Linked DNA regions of Mus musculus: region 1 is linked to region 2. The links are chromatin contacts, called in public ChIA-PET maps. All regions are on one chromosome and are shown on one strand. Each heading gives the region's core, a stretch centred on a gene start, on an enhancer-like site or on the middle of the called end of the contact. The rest is flanking DNA. Distances are from core to core; before and after follow the strand shown. Region 1 holds the start of Zar1 (zygote arrest 1). Region 2 holds the start of Txk (TXK tyrosine kinase).

The links. ChIA-PET counts read pairs in DNA pulled down with a chosen protein or histone mark.
Region 1: a contact with region 2 is called in an RNA polymerase II ChIA-PET map of memory CD8 T cells, with 115 read pairs. The contact joins the promoter of Zar1 here to the promoter of Txk in region 2. A contact is called at or near these places in 2 of 115 datasets of contacts at active chromatin or transcription factors (memory CD8 T cells and pancreatic cancer cells) and 3 of 9 other capture datasets (adipose tissue, liver and pancreatic islet).

What each region holds. Positions count from the first base shown.
Region 1 is chr5:72,576,358-72,583,192 of GRCm38.p6, forward strand. Zar1 (zygote arrest 1) reads right to left here and starts at 4,727. Exons shown (of 4, transcript NM_174877.3): 1 at 3,927-4,727; 2 at 2,069-2,161; 3 at 1,915-1,989; 4 at 757-1,046. The coding sequence starts at 4,700. The coding sequence ends at 903. It also overlaps the pseudogene Slc10a4l.
Region 2 is chr5:72,749,316-72,756,435 of GRCm38.p6, forward strand. It overlaps Txk (TXK tyrosine kinase), which reads right to left and starts at 3,462. Exons shown (of 15, transcript NM_001122754.2): 1 at 3,364-3,462. The coding sequence starts at 3,379. It overlaps Tec (tec protein tyrosine kinase), which reads right to left. Exons shown (of 19, transcript NM_001113460.2): 19 at 6,403-7,064. The coding sequence ends at 6,981.

The DNA of each region.
Region 1 (6,835 bases), core at 3,477-5,976, 170 kb before region 2:
ACAAGGACACTAGAGAGCCATCAAGCCCACTTTGGAATTTTAGTATGTTTCTTCGAATACTTGCTAGTGCCCAAGGTGCCAGACCGGCATTCACTTCCTAGTGGACAGGTGTTGGATGCTACTATAATAAAGTTTAGAAAAACTGGAAGGGAACGAGGTTTTTACCTGGTTCCAGTGGTGATGCTTGTGTTAGACCAACAACCAACACCTGCTCCATTAGAAGAGCCTGAGGCTGCCCGCCCAGCATCAGCTGCAGTGGGCTCTCCAGGTTCCCAAGGGGACCTTTAAATGAGGACCACTTTAAAATTTAAAAAGCACAACACAAGTTAATGTGTGCTGGGCCTTTTTAATAACATCTTTCTTAGGAACTTCAGACCTACAGACTGAAGCTGTAATATTCTTGTCTGTAAAACCTTAAGATTTGGGCTGGAGAGATGGTTCAGCAGTTAAGAGTACCAACTGCTCTTCCAGAGGTCCGGAGTTCAAGTCCCAGCAACCACATGGTGGCTCACAACTATCTGTAATGGGATCTGATGCCTTCTTTTGGTGTGTCTGAAGACAGCTACAGTGTACTCATATATTTATAAATAAAATAAAACTAAACAAAAAGAAAGAAAAATCTTAATTGTTGAATGAGGTGCCTTTAACTTCCTTAAGTCAGCCTGACTCACTCTCATCAACAAATGTTAAGAAAGTTATTGACTCTCCGCACATGCACCCCTCAAACTGACACATGAATTGGATAAAGCCTCAAACTTGTTTGCAATACCTTTTATTCACAGGCTTTATATCCAAGTACACTGTCTGTCATGAAGAATTTGGAAAGGGAAGAGGTGAAGAGGGGAGAAAGCTCACTTGTCCATTCCATTAGCCCCATCTAGCAGAAACGTTTTCGACTCTCACTAAATGATGTATTTGAAGCTGAAGGTGCTGTCGCAGGACAGGCGTTTGTCCTTGCATCTCCCACACAAGTCTTGCCGATGGGGGCGTTTAGGGTCCACGTGGCGAAGTCTGACTGGGCAGGCACATCTAGTTCTTTTACAACTCTGAAAAATCGGAGTGAAAAGTACAAAGGGTGAGCCCTGTCTCCACTCGATTCTTGGAGCTTCAAAACAGATTACAGAACAAGTGGCCTGTGTGCTGGGCACTGAGAACCAAGTGCAGGGAAGCTTAGGGAAGTTTAAGGCCCCTTATTGTAGAAAAGTGACTACAGTCCCCTTTTCTAGATGGAGTCTTTAGTGGCTTTCCATTCTCGGTTTCACAGGGCCCACCCTAAGGTAATTAATTCTCCAATTACCAACTTTAAGTGCACTGGGCTCTCAGATGTGGAATTCCTTTATCTCTGTCATTAATTTTAACAGGTAAATGTTTTCAAGGTTATCTAAGTCCCTTGGCACAGTGCTAAATTAATACTAAGCAAGCAAACTCTTAGCCACAGTTATGGGTAAACTGCATAGAGCTAGACAGTGTAGGATGGTCTTACAGGAAACTCCCTTTGTAAACTCTCAAGAAAAGCCAGAGCTCAATTTCTTGTGTTTCATATGCTAACTTGGGAATGTGTTTCCTATGTAGCATTGGGGTAATGTGTACCATCTCAAGCTAGCAGAAAGGCACTCTGTTTTGCAATATGTTTTCCCTTAGGTCGAGTGGAAGAGGCAGGTAAGCAAGCCCTTTCTACTGCTAACAAGGTAACAGATGCAAGAGAGGCCATGCAATCAAGTTTTACAACAGCAGAAGGGAGTAAACACCCCATTTCACAGTGGAGGGGACTTTCTACCACCAACCTAGTCAAAAATGAAAAGGAAGGAGGAGGGAAAAGGTAGAGCCTAAAGCTACTGGAAACCACCTCCTTCAGGAAATATACTCAAAGTCGTGCACCAAACCCCTCTTCCAAAATGCAAACGTTTGGTTTACTTGACAGGTGATGTCCTCCACTCTGTAAGGGTTGTAGGATTTCTCACACACTCGGCAGAACTGTTTGAAGTACACCTGCGAGGAGAAAGAGCATCGGCATGGAGCAGACACTCGGCAACACAGCAGAGCAGGAGGGCTGCACGGTGTCTCTTACCTTACTGGTGCCCTGCACACACCACACATAGGCGCTCTCCCACCGGATTTTGCAGTCCTTGCAGTGATAGTAGCCGTACTTCTGCTCTAAGAACTGAACAGCAGGGTACCAGACTTTAAGCAAGTGATGCCCGAGTGACCCTAATTTTCAGAACCTGGGACCACATTCCACTTGATACTTTAAGATTACCGTGGTAGTAAGGTTAGACTTGGGTCAACCTCTAAGTTAACCAGGTGAACTAATAGCTCAATCAAACAAATATGTAAACGGAGGCCAAACAAGATAGTTCATATAGCAGCAGACCGATAAGTGGTTTTTCCCCCCTCAGACAAGGGAGAAGCCAAATCGTGCGGTTTAGAGTTTGGGATTCTTCCCGTGGCATTTTATGTGGGCGATGCATTAGGACACTCACACATGGGAAAGTTGTTATGCCGAAAGAGAAAGGCTCTTCTAAAACCTTTGAAAGTCTTCAACCAATACTAAATTTTCCTTGATGCTAGGTAAGTTTCCAAAAGAGTCCCGCTACCTACCCAAGTCTAGCTCATTTGGTATGAACTACATAGTGTTAGCACCTGGTTCTTAAACTTCCCAAGCTTCCCACTTAGTGACAAACAAGTTGGAAACAAGTTTTTATAACTAAGTCTTTAGGAGTGGCAGGGCTTGGAAGAACTCTTAATGCAATTTTTTATAGGTGAACGACCACCACAGAGGCCCGAAAACTTGGGATTTCTGCCTAAGAGATCACACCCAGCTGTGAACAGCAACCGCCAAGCACTTTTCTATTTTTTCTGACACCCCATTCCACTGCCACCCCAACCTCAAACACACCAGCCTTGAAATGACTGAAAAACAAGGAATGTCTCAGAGTCCTCTCCTGGAGCTCAGGGCTCTCCATTTCTTTGGTGGGGGTATACGACCTACAGCACTCTTTGTGCCTCCTTGTTTGCTAGCACAGGCAGCAACTCAAGACCATCCAACAGCTTAGCAGTGGCTGGCCTCGATGAATGGGGAGAGTGGTTTTTTTTTTCTTTTATTTCTTTTTCTTTTTCTTTTCTTTTTTTTTTTTGTTGTTTTTTTTTTTGGGGGGGGTGTTTTGTTTTTGTTTGTTTGTTTTTTAAGCCAGGCAAGTTTGGGAGAGAGAAGCTTCAGTTGACAGCTTCAGAAACGAAGGGAAGGGGCTGGTATAGAACAAGCCGGCAAGTTAACCAAGACAGATCATCTAGAGGGGAAATAAAAAAAGGAGCCTTGGGAAACCGACTCTCCCCGCAACGAAGTTCAAAAGATTATGTTTCTGCCATGTGTGCACTTATCTTCCTTCAGCCATCTGAAGTTTGGTCCAAACCAGACTGTGCGCATTCTCCGCGGAGACCTCATGTGTAGCGTTTATGTGATCAGAATAATTACAACTGGCATTCCCCAGGAGCAGAGGCTGCCAGTGGGTCAGGACACATATGGGTTGGTTTTTATTGTGTAAACGCCTCCCATTGTATTAACAGGCAGCGGCTGCAAAATCCTATATGCCAAAGAGCTGGAGAGATGGCTCAGCTGTGAAACAACACCCTGTTCTTCTAGAGGACCGTAATTCCGATCCTAAAACTCACATGGTGACTCACAACCATCTGTAAAACGCCAGTCCCAGGGGATCCGACACCCTCTTCTGCTCCCATCTCTCCACTACAACGAAGTGTACAGATACAACATGCAATCAAAACACCAAACATGTTACAAACAAACAAACAAACAAAACCAGACGGATGGCATGGAAGAATTCTATGTTCTGCATCACCCAGAGCCACCAGCTTAGCCCTGAAGGAGCCCTACAATTCTGGAGGCGTCCAGGCCATCAGGCTGGCCTCACCTGGAAACGCAGGCGCTCCTTGTCCTGCTCCGTGCTTTGCGGGGAGGCCTGGTCTCGAGGGGCATCCGAATCACCGGGGTCCTGAGCCATCTCTGCGGCAGGACATGGCTCCTCGCTCCCAGGCTCAGACTGCATCGCCGCCACACTGTTCCGGTCCTCCGGTGGTGGCTGCTGCTCCCACCCGGCCTGCCCTGCAGCCTGAACATCGCCCTCCTCGCTTCGCGGCTGGGGGACCGCTTTCCTCGCGGCCACCTCTCTCGGCTCCGGTTCCCGGGTCCCCGAGGATGCCGGGCTCCCCTCTCCCTTCGTGGGTGTCTGCCTGCCTCCCGCAACCTCCAGTGAGGAGGAGAGGCCACAGAAGGTCACGGACGAGAACGGGGCTACGGTCTGCCAGGATCGCGGGGATCTCCCGGCGCCGGCGTGGCCACGGGGTTGACAGGAACCCGATCGGGCGTCGGGGCTGGCTCGGCACCCTGCAGGCTGCAGCGTGCGGCGCCCGAGTGAACACTGCACCGAGGCGTCGCGGCGCGGGTTCACCTGCACCGCAGCGTCACGGCTGCTGACCGACCGGGGACCCATCCGCGACAGCAGGGCCATGAGCTGTGCCCGCTGGTGGCTGTCGACGTACTCCGCGGCCATGAGCTGTCTGTAGCCGGGGAGGAAGGAGGGGGGCGCGGGTCGGCAGCCCCTGGCTCCGAACCTCCAGCCATCCCCGGCTTTGGTGGCCTGCGGATAAGGATGCGGGCAGGGGTGGAACGTGCTCGCCGGGAACATGGGTGCGTCCCGCGCCTCGCCCGCCCAGGCAGCCATCAGCGCAGCCCAGCTGCCCTCCACGCTGCGTTAAATAGGCGGCCGCGCACTGGTAGAAAAAGCCCTACCACCTGCTGTTGCCATGAGGAGCAAAACCTTCCCCACACTGGTTAAGAGGCGACCCCCACCCCCACTCCCTCGTGGATGCAGAAAAAGAGCTTTCCTTGCTAGCCACAGCAAGGATTTGTAGGGGAACTAGATGAGATGAGAATTCAACCCCAGAATCATCACCGAGATTAGCCGAGCCAGGTGGGCCCCCATGTCTGTAGCTCCAGATGTCTGTCATGAAGAAGACAAGGGAGGCCAGTGTGTCTGATTAGGGAGCAAAATACCAAGGTTAGGAGACTGCTCTGAACCTCTTAGGTTGTCTCAGATCACAGCTCCAGTCTACCAGAGCAGTGGGACAGTGTCCAGCCACAGGCCTTTCCGGAAGGAAAGCCTGTAGCCACAGCCCTTTCCCACGGATGAACAAAGTGGCCCATTTTCTCTCCCTGAGGTGAGGTCTACGCATTTTCCTAAGTAAATCATTCCTTCAGACGATAAATGGAGCTGAGATGCGTTTATACACATACAGGAAACATATGGGGAAAAATGCCTTTCACCCCTGCACAATGTTGATGGCCATTAACAATAGATACTAGATCAAGTAGTCACACACATTAATACGGTTTTCTCTGGCTTGACGATGCAATGCTATCCTGTCGTTTCACTGACCCGTTTTGGACTTTTCTCAATACAGGCTCGCCCTGAACAGAATCGGTTGTTTGTAAGTTGAACAAACCCATGGTTCTGTTTTACAAACATTTCCAACCCCATTTCCTATCTGTAGCAATGCTGGTGGAAATGGAAAAAAACAAAACAAAACAAAAAACAAACAAACAAACAGCACACTACTTAAGCAGAGGACGCGGCACTTTAGCTGATCCAGGTGTAAGCAATATTGGGACACTCTGTTGAGTTAGAAAAACACATGGGTAATACTGAGATACTACATTACAGTGGGAAGAGCAAATCTGTTACAGGAAATGTCAACCCATCTTTATCCCGGATGCGAACCATACTCGCTACCAATGGTCACAAATAGGAAGTGATGTTTCAGCTCCCGTGTATCTCCTCAGTCAGAGGGCGGTCTGGGTGGTCTCCATCATCACTAAGTCATGCGTCCCCACGGTGCCATAGGAGGTGTCTGCCATTTCCTCTTCTTTCAGTTTCTTATAAGAAATATCGGTGTCTTCGTCTTCGTCTAGGGCCTCTCGCTTGTGCAGTATCTCACTTCCGTACATTTTGTAGATCAACACGAAGACCCCTGCCTCGGCAGACTGGAAGAGGGCGTAGAGCAGAGGGAACATGTACATGCTACCTATAAAGCGAGGCGGGAAGTTTGAGAATCGCAGTGCAGAGCTGCACGTTCTGACTTCCTGTTTCCAGACACACAGTCCTCTTGCAGTTGGGCGGGAGGTGGAAGAGGGTAGCTAAGCCATAACCCGAGGCGTAGCCCGCCAGAGGCATAAAAATGGCGACCACGTAAACAGTTGTGGGAATGCTTGCCAGCAGTTCAGGTCCCAGCATGGTGCCAGTCATTATGAAAAGAACCACCAGGGTCACAAGCAGAGACCACAGGGAAACCTGGTAAGAAAAGAAACACATGGGCAACCTATCAACAACAACATCACTGAGGAGGCATCTGGACAAGCTACATCCATTCTAACCTCGCAAACAAAGCCTGAAGCTCCTTAGACATAACTGCTTGGAGACCTAGCTTGATATCCAGTGGCTCCTCTGGGCTCTTCACTTGCTTGGGATGGAAGGACATACAGACAGACTACTCCTTCTGAAAAGGTCTTCAAAACGATAAACCAGAGATCAGGGAAAGGTTACCGTTACTAGGCAGACCCTCAGCCTCTCGGCCTTGGCCACGCAACGTTTAGTACTCTTCGTGTGTGCTTAATTCACTGTCTTGCTTATTTCCAATGGAGCAGCTAGAATTTAGCCCAAGAACCCAGTTATGGGCTGAGGACTAGCCTGGGCAACATAGTCTTCATCTCTCCTGAACTCTGTGCTTTCTACTTGAAATTAGTTCTTATTTCACACCAGAAAGC
Region 2 (7,120 bases), core at 2,212-4,711:
TGGGGGTGGGGGTGGGGATGGGGGTGGGGGCTCCTCAAAGGAGCTACTGGATCTGCAAATCAGCACACAAGAAGGCACGGAAGCCTCACAAAGGTGGGGACAAGCTGGCCACAACTGCCATTTTTAAACAAGTTAGTTACAGGGAAAACATGACATTATTCCAAGACAAAAGAAATCAGTTGTGTTGTGTTTATGCTCATTCTAACAGTCTGTGGGTGAGAAAGAGCATTAATTCCAGCAGAAGCAACAGTAGTGGGAGCAAACATTTGCCTTGGATCTGTGACACTCTCTGCCCTTGCCACTAAAAACATTTTCTTCTTCTTTTTTTAATTTTTATTTTATGTACATTGGCCTTTTGCATGCATGTATGTCTGTGTGAGGTGTCATATTCCCTGGAATTGGAGTTACAGACAGTTGTGAACTGCCATGTGGGTGCTGTGAATTGACCCAGGGTCCTTTGGAAGAACAGCTGGTGCTCTTAACTACTGAGCCATCTCTGCCAACCCCACTACAGTCATTTTCTATTTCTAGGCACAAACTCGGCCTGCACCCAATCATTATTATGATTGCTTTGTTTCTGTGGACCAGTATGGGCTAGGGACTCTAAGAGCAAGTTCTCAGCACAAAGGAGATGTGCCTAGAAGGTCAAAGGACAGCAAATAAGAGACAAAGAGGAGACAGAGGATGAGGGAGAAGGGGAAGGGATCGAGGGAGGGGAAAGGTATTTGTCCCAGAAGGGTGTCACAAAGGACTGCCTCTGGATAGAGAGGAGACAGACATGACCAATAGGAAAATGGCCATTTATAAATGTAAAAGGGGAATCCCAGTGTTAGAATGAGGTGTTTGATTTTAATTGGGCATGTTAATTAGGTGAGTCAAAGGGGGCTTTTGATTGCTGGACTTCAATACTTTCATAGCTGGACCTTGGTGGCCAGCCTCAGGAGGAGGAAGTGGCCAAAATAGGCGAATAGACCTTAGGGGTTTATTTAGGGTGTAATCTAACTGTTTAGAAAGGCAGAGGGAATGGAGAAGAAGAGCAAGGCCTGCCAGAGCTGTGTTTGCCATACTTGGGCTAGCCAGCGTCCCTTCAAGTTCTCTAACGGCTCAGCAGAGCTCACTGAAGCTGCAGTTAAACCCTGCTGGCTTGGAGCTAGAAAACCACTTCCATGTTCACAGACGCAGCAAAGACAAGAGCTCCGTCTTTTGTGCACCAAGTCTCAGAGGTGGCATCCCATTGTTTTTACATACTCTATCTGAGAGAGGTAAAGAGTCCAATGCCTAGGATGAGGGGTTGATCATACCTGAAAGTAGTTAGCACCAGAGGCCAGCCTAAAGGATGCCTATCCCAGCTACCCGGCTTATCCTCATATTAATTACAGTAATAATGGTCCATTAGCTTTGCAGGGCTGGTATGAGAGTACTCTGGGAATGGAGAGGCCCTGGAAATACAGTGCAATCAAAGTTTCTTACTGTACCCTCAGATCAAATGATGATAATGAACCTAGAAACCTGCATTTAAGCAGAACCCCCAGGCATGTATCAGGCAAACTGGACCATAAGATTACACACACACACACACACACACACACACACACACACATATATATACATATACACATATATATACATACATATGTGTATATATATGTATATATATGAAACATTTTTATATGGTTTTTCTTTCCACAAACAATAGATTAAAAGCATTCAAGAAGAGGTGAAAGGGAGAAATTTCTAATCCTTAGCTGCTGTACTGGGATCTTGCCATCTAAGTAAATGTCTGAGTTTGCTCTCACGGTAACTTAGCTGCCAAACACACTGGCAATTCCAACACTTCACAAATGTAACCTCACTGGAGGAGTGTCTTGGACCCTGTTCAGAGGCCACCATCATTCCTTTATGATCAAAACCCCACTCTATACAACTACCTCCTCTTCCCTTCCAGCAGCCTGTGACTCCAGGTCACCATGGCAGCCCCTTGAACAGTCAATGTGTTTGGCGCATACAAATAAGCATCCTTAAGTTTAAAACACCCTGGAGGGCACTTGGTGGTGCCTTGTCAATGGCGAATACTCATTATTTCACGCAGAAGAAAATGGAGTGGTTTAGCTATGGCTCATGGCAGAAGGACACAGACAGACAGACAGACAGACAGACACTGGATGGTACAGGGACATTGCATTAAAACCATTCCTCCCCCCCCAGGCCACGGGGAAATCTAAGACCCCATAGATAAGTAGTCTCCCACTTCATCCCTAGACAGCCTCTGCATCTACTTGCCTTACACGTAGCTGAGCCTTTCCTGTCATAACACATGGCCTTCCTTCCCCTGGTTCTGATCTCATGAGAAACAATCAAAGCCTTTAAAAGTCCATATTCTGCATCTGCTCAACATTATTCTGCCCTTGGGGAGGTGGGGACTCGTGACAATTCTTTGTATCTTTTTCTGTCTTGAGCTGCTTGGCCTATTTCTGATAACAAGAAACCTTTTTGTTGCTGTTGCTGTTGTTGTTGTTATTGTCTTGTTTTGTTCTTAGTGAATCAAACTGTAAATCATATTCAGGAAGGCACAACAAAAATAGCATTTGATTATTTTTATAAATCCTACCAATGTCTGGAGGTCCTAATAACGTGCTGTGGCTTAAAGAGATATGTAAAATTCGGTCAGTTTTTTCCTACTGCCAGCTAAAAATAAATCAGAATTCTGGCCTAATCTAGAATGACTAAGTTCTACTGATGTTTGATTCCCAGGGCATCTAGAATTAAAATCAGAGATCGTCTTTTTTTTTTCCTTTCCTAAACCCCTATACATAATTAGCCTCTCTTGAGTCTTAACTGTGGAGTGCTTCCAAAAATCGTCTTGAAGTCTTTCAAAGCAACTCTCAGATTAGTTGATGTGCTTGCCAGCTTTGCCCACTGTTTACTTGTGACGGCTATAGGAGGAGGCAGAAAGGGAGCGCTCACACTGTAGACTTGTTCATCCAACCGAGGTGCCAATGGGAACCTGTCAAAGCTGAGGCTAAACCAGAAAAGTCTGATCTCTTCACCCTCAACTCTGAGTTCATTATCATTCAAAAAACAAACATATCCCATCACACTGACCGAATTTCCACACATGCTAAGTACACAACTTTTTTTTTTTTTGCTATTGTCATCTGTATTCTCAATTCTCAAGTATATAATTTTATCAAGAGGCAGTGGACATTTAACTAAGCCACAAAATCCTGTCACTACATCTGAAGAAATCATCTTTAGGATTTCACAAATTCCTTGTTTTAGCAAAACCCACTCCTAGGGGTCACCAGTAGGCAACACACCCATAAACACGCTGTGACATTAAATGGTAAAGCCCATCTTACTCACAAGAGGACAGGATCATGGCGACCCTGCTTGCTGGCCATACACAGAAGCCTTGGTTCTTCAGCTCTGTTCCACTCACGGTAACACATCTTTCAACTGAAAGCATAGTTGTTGGCCTGTGACGTTTCTCACAGGCAAAGTTTACCCCACCTAATTTCCTGTTCTGAAAACCTCAAGAGTGTGTGAATGACAACCCAGTGGCCTACATAAGAAACTTCAGAGCTCTGTATCCAGATCTGAAGTGTTAGCACTTCCTTATACCTACGCTGTGGGTGTGTCTAGAAAACACTTTGAAGAAATCACAGAATTTCGGTAAAAGGGGCCTTCATAGTAGTCAACTTAAACTGTCTTCCCTGTGCTGATACTGGAATAAAGGACCATACAAGAAGAAATTTTACTTACTGGAGGGCTCATAGTGGTACAGGGAAAATCGACTTCTAGGATCATGAATATCCAAACTAGGATGTTTGGCCCTCTGATTTAGGACTGACTCTAAAGACTTGGTTTGGGATTAGGGGAGAATCTAAAGATCTGTTTTAAAAACTGGCTGAAGCTAGGTGTGGTGGCAAAAGTCTTTAATCCCAGCACTCTGGGAGGCAGAGGCGAGTGAGTTCAAGGCCAGCCTGGTCTACATAGAGTTCCAGGACAGCCAGGGTTACATAGAGAAACCTTGACAGACAGAGAGAAAGACAGAGACAGAGAGACAGACAGAGATACAGACAGAGACAGGAGAGGCAGAGAGACAGACAGACAGACAGACAGAGACAGAGAGACAGAAAGACAGGGACAGAGAAAAGAAAAGATTTAGCCTCAGCTTTGACAGGTTCCCATTGGCACCTCGGTTGGATGAACAAGTCTACAGCGTGAGCGCTCCCTTTCATTTGTTCTGTTTTCCCATAGGAAGCATTTGTATGGGCTATGGAAATGGCTCAGTGAGCAAAGTGTTTGACACTGAAGTATAAGGACCCAAGTTCAGAGCCAGAAAAGTTACATAATTGACAAGAGAGCACGGTCTCCCACCAGTAAACCAAGTGCTTGGGAGATGGAGACAAGAGATCCTGAGGGCAAACTGGCTAGCTAGACCAGCCAAATCAGCCAGCTCTGAGTTCAATGAGAGATTCTACCTCACTACACAAGGTGGAAAGCAATCGAAGAAAACACACAGCATCAACTCTAGCCCCCATATGCACACAGGCACATATGCACACATACACACATGTATCCTGCCCCCTGAGACCTACATGTGATAAGAAAGAGTATTTCAAATTGTTCACACAGGAACTCAACCTTCTTGTAACTTTCCTGAGCACACCCTGGTTCCTTTCACAGCTCATCCAGATAAAAGGAGAAGATAGGTGGGGCCTATCTTAGCAATAATAGTAAGGCATGCCTGCATATCACCAGCTGCTTGAAGGAGTTGATTAAAAAGTGTGTATGGTTTTGTGATGTGGGGAGTTGGAAGGAATATGGCACATTATGATGAGAATATTTCATTTTTTTATCCATTATAAAAGGAATGAGCTTAGCCTTCGGCCCAACCTTCAATATGGCGGCACAGACTCTTAACCAAATCGGTGGTTCTCCATGGTCAGAGGGAAGTCAGCAGCCAGCTCCAGTCTGTGTGCTCACCACATGCTCCAGGGTGGGAGGGATTACAGGGGCTACTGATATGGGAAGGGGGAGCTCTCAAATACCAAGAACAGTGTGTTGGATAGGAAATGGTTTCTACTGATGGGAACATGTGGGGCAACGGGCTACGCAGAGACAGCCTGGTCTCCAATCGAGCTTAGGTCTTGAACCTTGGTGGGACCCAGAGGGTGGTAATTTCCACCTACATGGGACAGAAGACGTTTCATCATGTCTCCTGGACCCCTGACTCCTGTCAAAGTTACAGCCCCCACAGGAGAGGCACATGCTATCAGTCTCGTAGGAACAGCACCAAGCCTTTCCACATGCAAATAAGGTTTCCCCCAAACTCTCAGTCCAAGCCAATGAGAGGTACCCGCTGTCGAACCCTGAATCACCCCCAGTACTGTATATAAATCCATTCAGGGAATTAAAGGTACGTGAGAACTACTTCTTCCTCTGAGTCTTTTGTTCCAAAAGCTGTATGTAACACTTGGGAAGAGATCTTCTCTCCCGAAGAGCCACCTGAGGTCCCGCCCCACTCCTCACTGGATAGTCGGCTTCTCATTGGCTCAGCCCCACTCCACTCAGTTCAGATTGGCTTGGAGTTACTGAGCGACCTGGAAGGCACAGCAGAGACTTCGTCTCCCTGCCTGCACTCACTTCCCTACACTGGAACCCTCGTACCAGGCCTGGACAGGGATCTCTGTGGAAAACCTCTGGCACCCACAAGAACTGGGTTAGCTTCTTCTCCTGAAGCTCGTGAGGAAAAGGAAACTGCAAGCGAAATTCACTGAGAGAAACTGGACATCAGGGCCTGGTGCAGGGTTGGGATGGAGACTTTCACTAATCCAGGGATCCAAGTCCAACCAGGCTTCTTGAAAAACACATGGCAGCTTGGAACACTTTCTCCCTAGTTCCTTTGGCAGCATCCTGGACTCCCACAGATAAGCCATTCTGGGGACCTAGTTGGATTATATACCACTTGGTTCTAACACCTCTGGTCCAGAGCCTAGCACTTCAACAGGAGCATCTTCAATGTCCTGGAAACATTCTTAGGACTTTGGAATTACTTAATTCTGACATGAAAATTCCTACCTAATTCTAATCAGCTCTGACCACAATGCTCAGGTCAGATAGTTCATCACAGACCATGGCTCGAGAGGGGCAAGCACTGCTATTTGTACGAGTCTGCTTGTGAATCAAGTATCTAACAACTAAGGGATCCAGGCAGTCTTCTCTTCAGAAAGCCATATTTGATCCCTGGGTGAGATAGAATTGGCAGCTGTCAGATTTAGGACTAGACATTCTCTACTCCTAAAACTTCCCATTAAAGGCAGATCTCTGCAAGTTTGGGGATAGGATGGTCTACGTAGTGAGACCCTGTCTCAGAAAACAAAAACAACAAAAATTTCAGCTAAAGAGATAAACGTATGTTACTTATAAATATATAACTTTATATATTATATGTATTTACAATATATACAATATACAAATTTTTAAGCATACTACTAAGAACAAGTTTGGAAAGAGATGTTTCCAAAACAGAGGATTACTACGTATCCAGGTGGGTTCCTGCTTTTCCTAGAACTCAGTGGTAGACAACACTCCAGGCCCAGGTTTATGTAAAAGCCAAAGGGCATGGAAGAGACGCTGGGACATGACTCGTCCCCATCACAACCACCCTGGCTTTCTGCTAGCATCAGCTAGCATAGTCCCATGTTCATCTCCTGAGGCCTGGGCACAGAGCCTGGTATACATGGCTGGCACTCAAACCCTTGAAGAAATGAGCAAAATGAGTGCTTCAAGTCACCAGCTCTGAGAGACCATCTGTGCAGCCGGCAAAGCAGCCACTGAGCTCAGGCTGGATCAGCAGCAGATGCGCTGGGGCTCCCGTGTTGTAAGCAGAGCAGTCTATACTCCCAGGTGCCAAGAGAATTGCGTTCCGATGGCACACCATTTCTTCCTCTTGCCTTGGAAACTGGGGCCACCATTCATCTTCCAAAAGTTTCTTCACATTCAACTAGTTCATCTATCGTACGCAGCAAGTCTTCAAAGGAAGGCCTTCCCTCTGGTCTCTACAGTTAAAAATCGAAGAGAAGCTATGAGTTTCAGAAGCGGCTCCCCAGAAAAT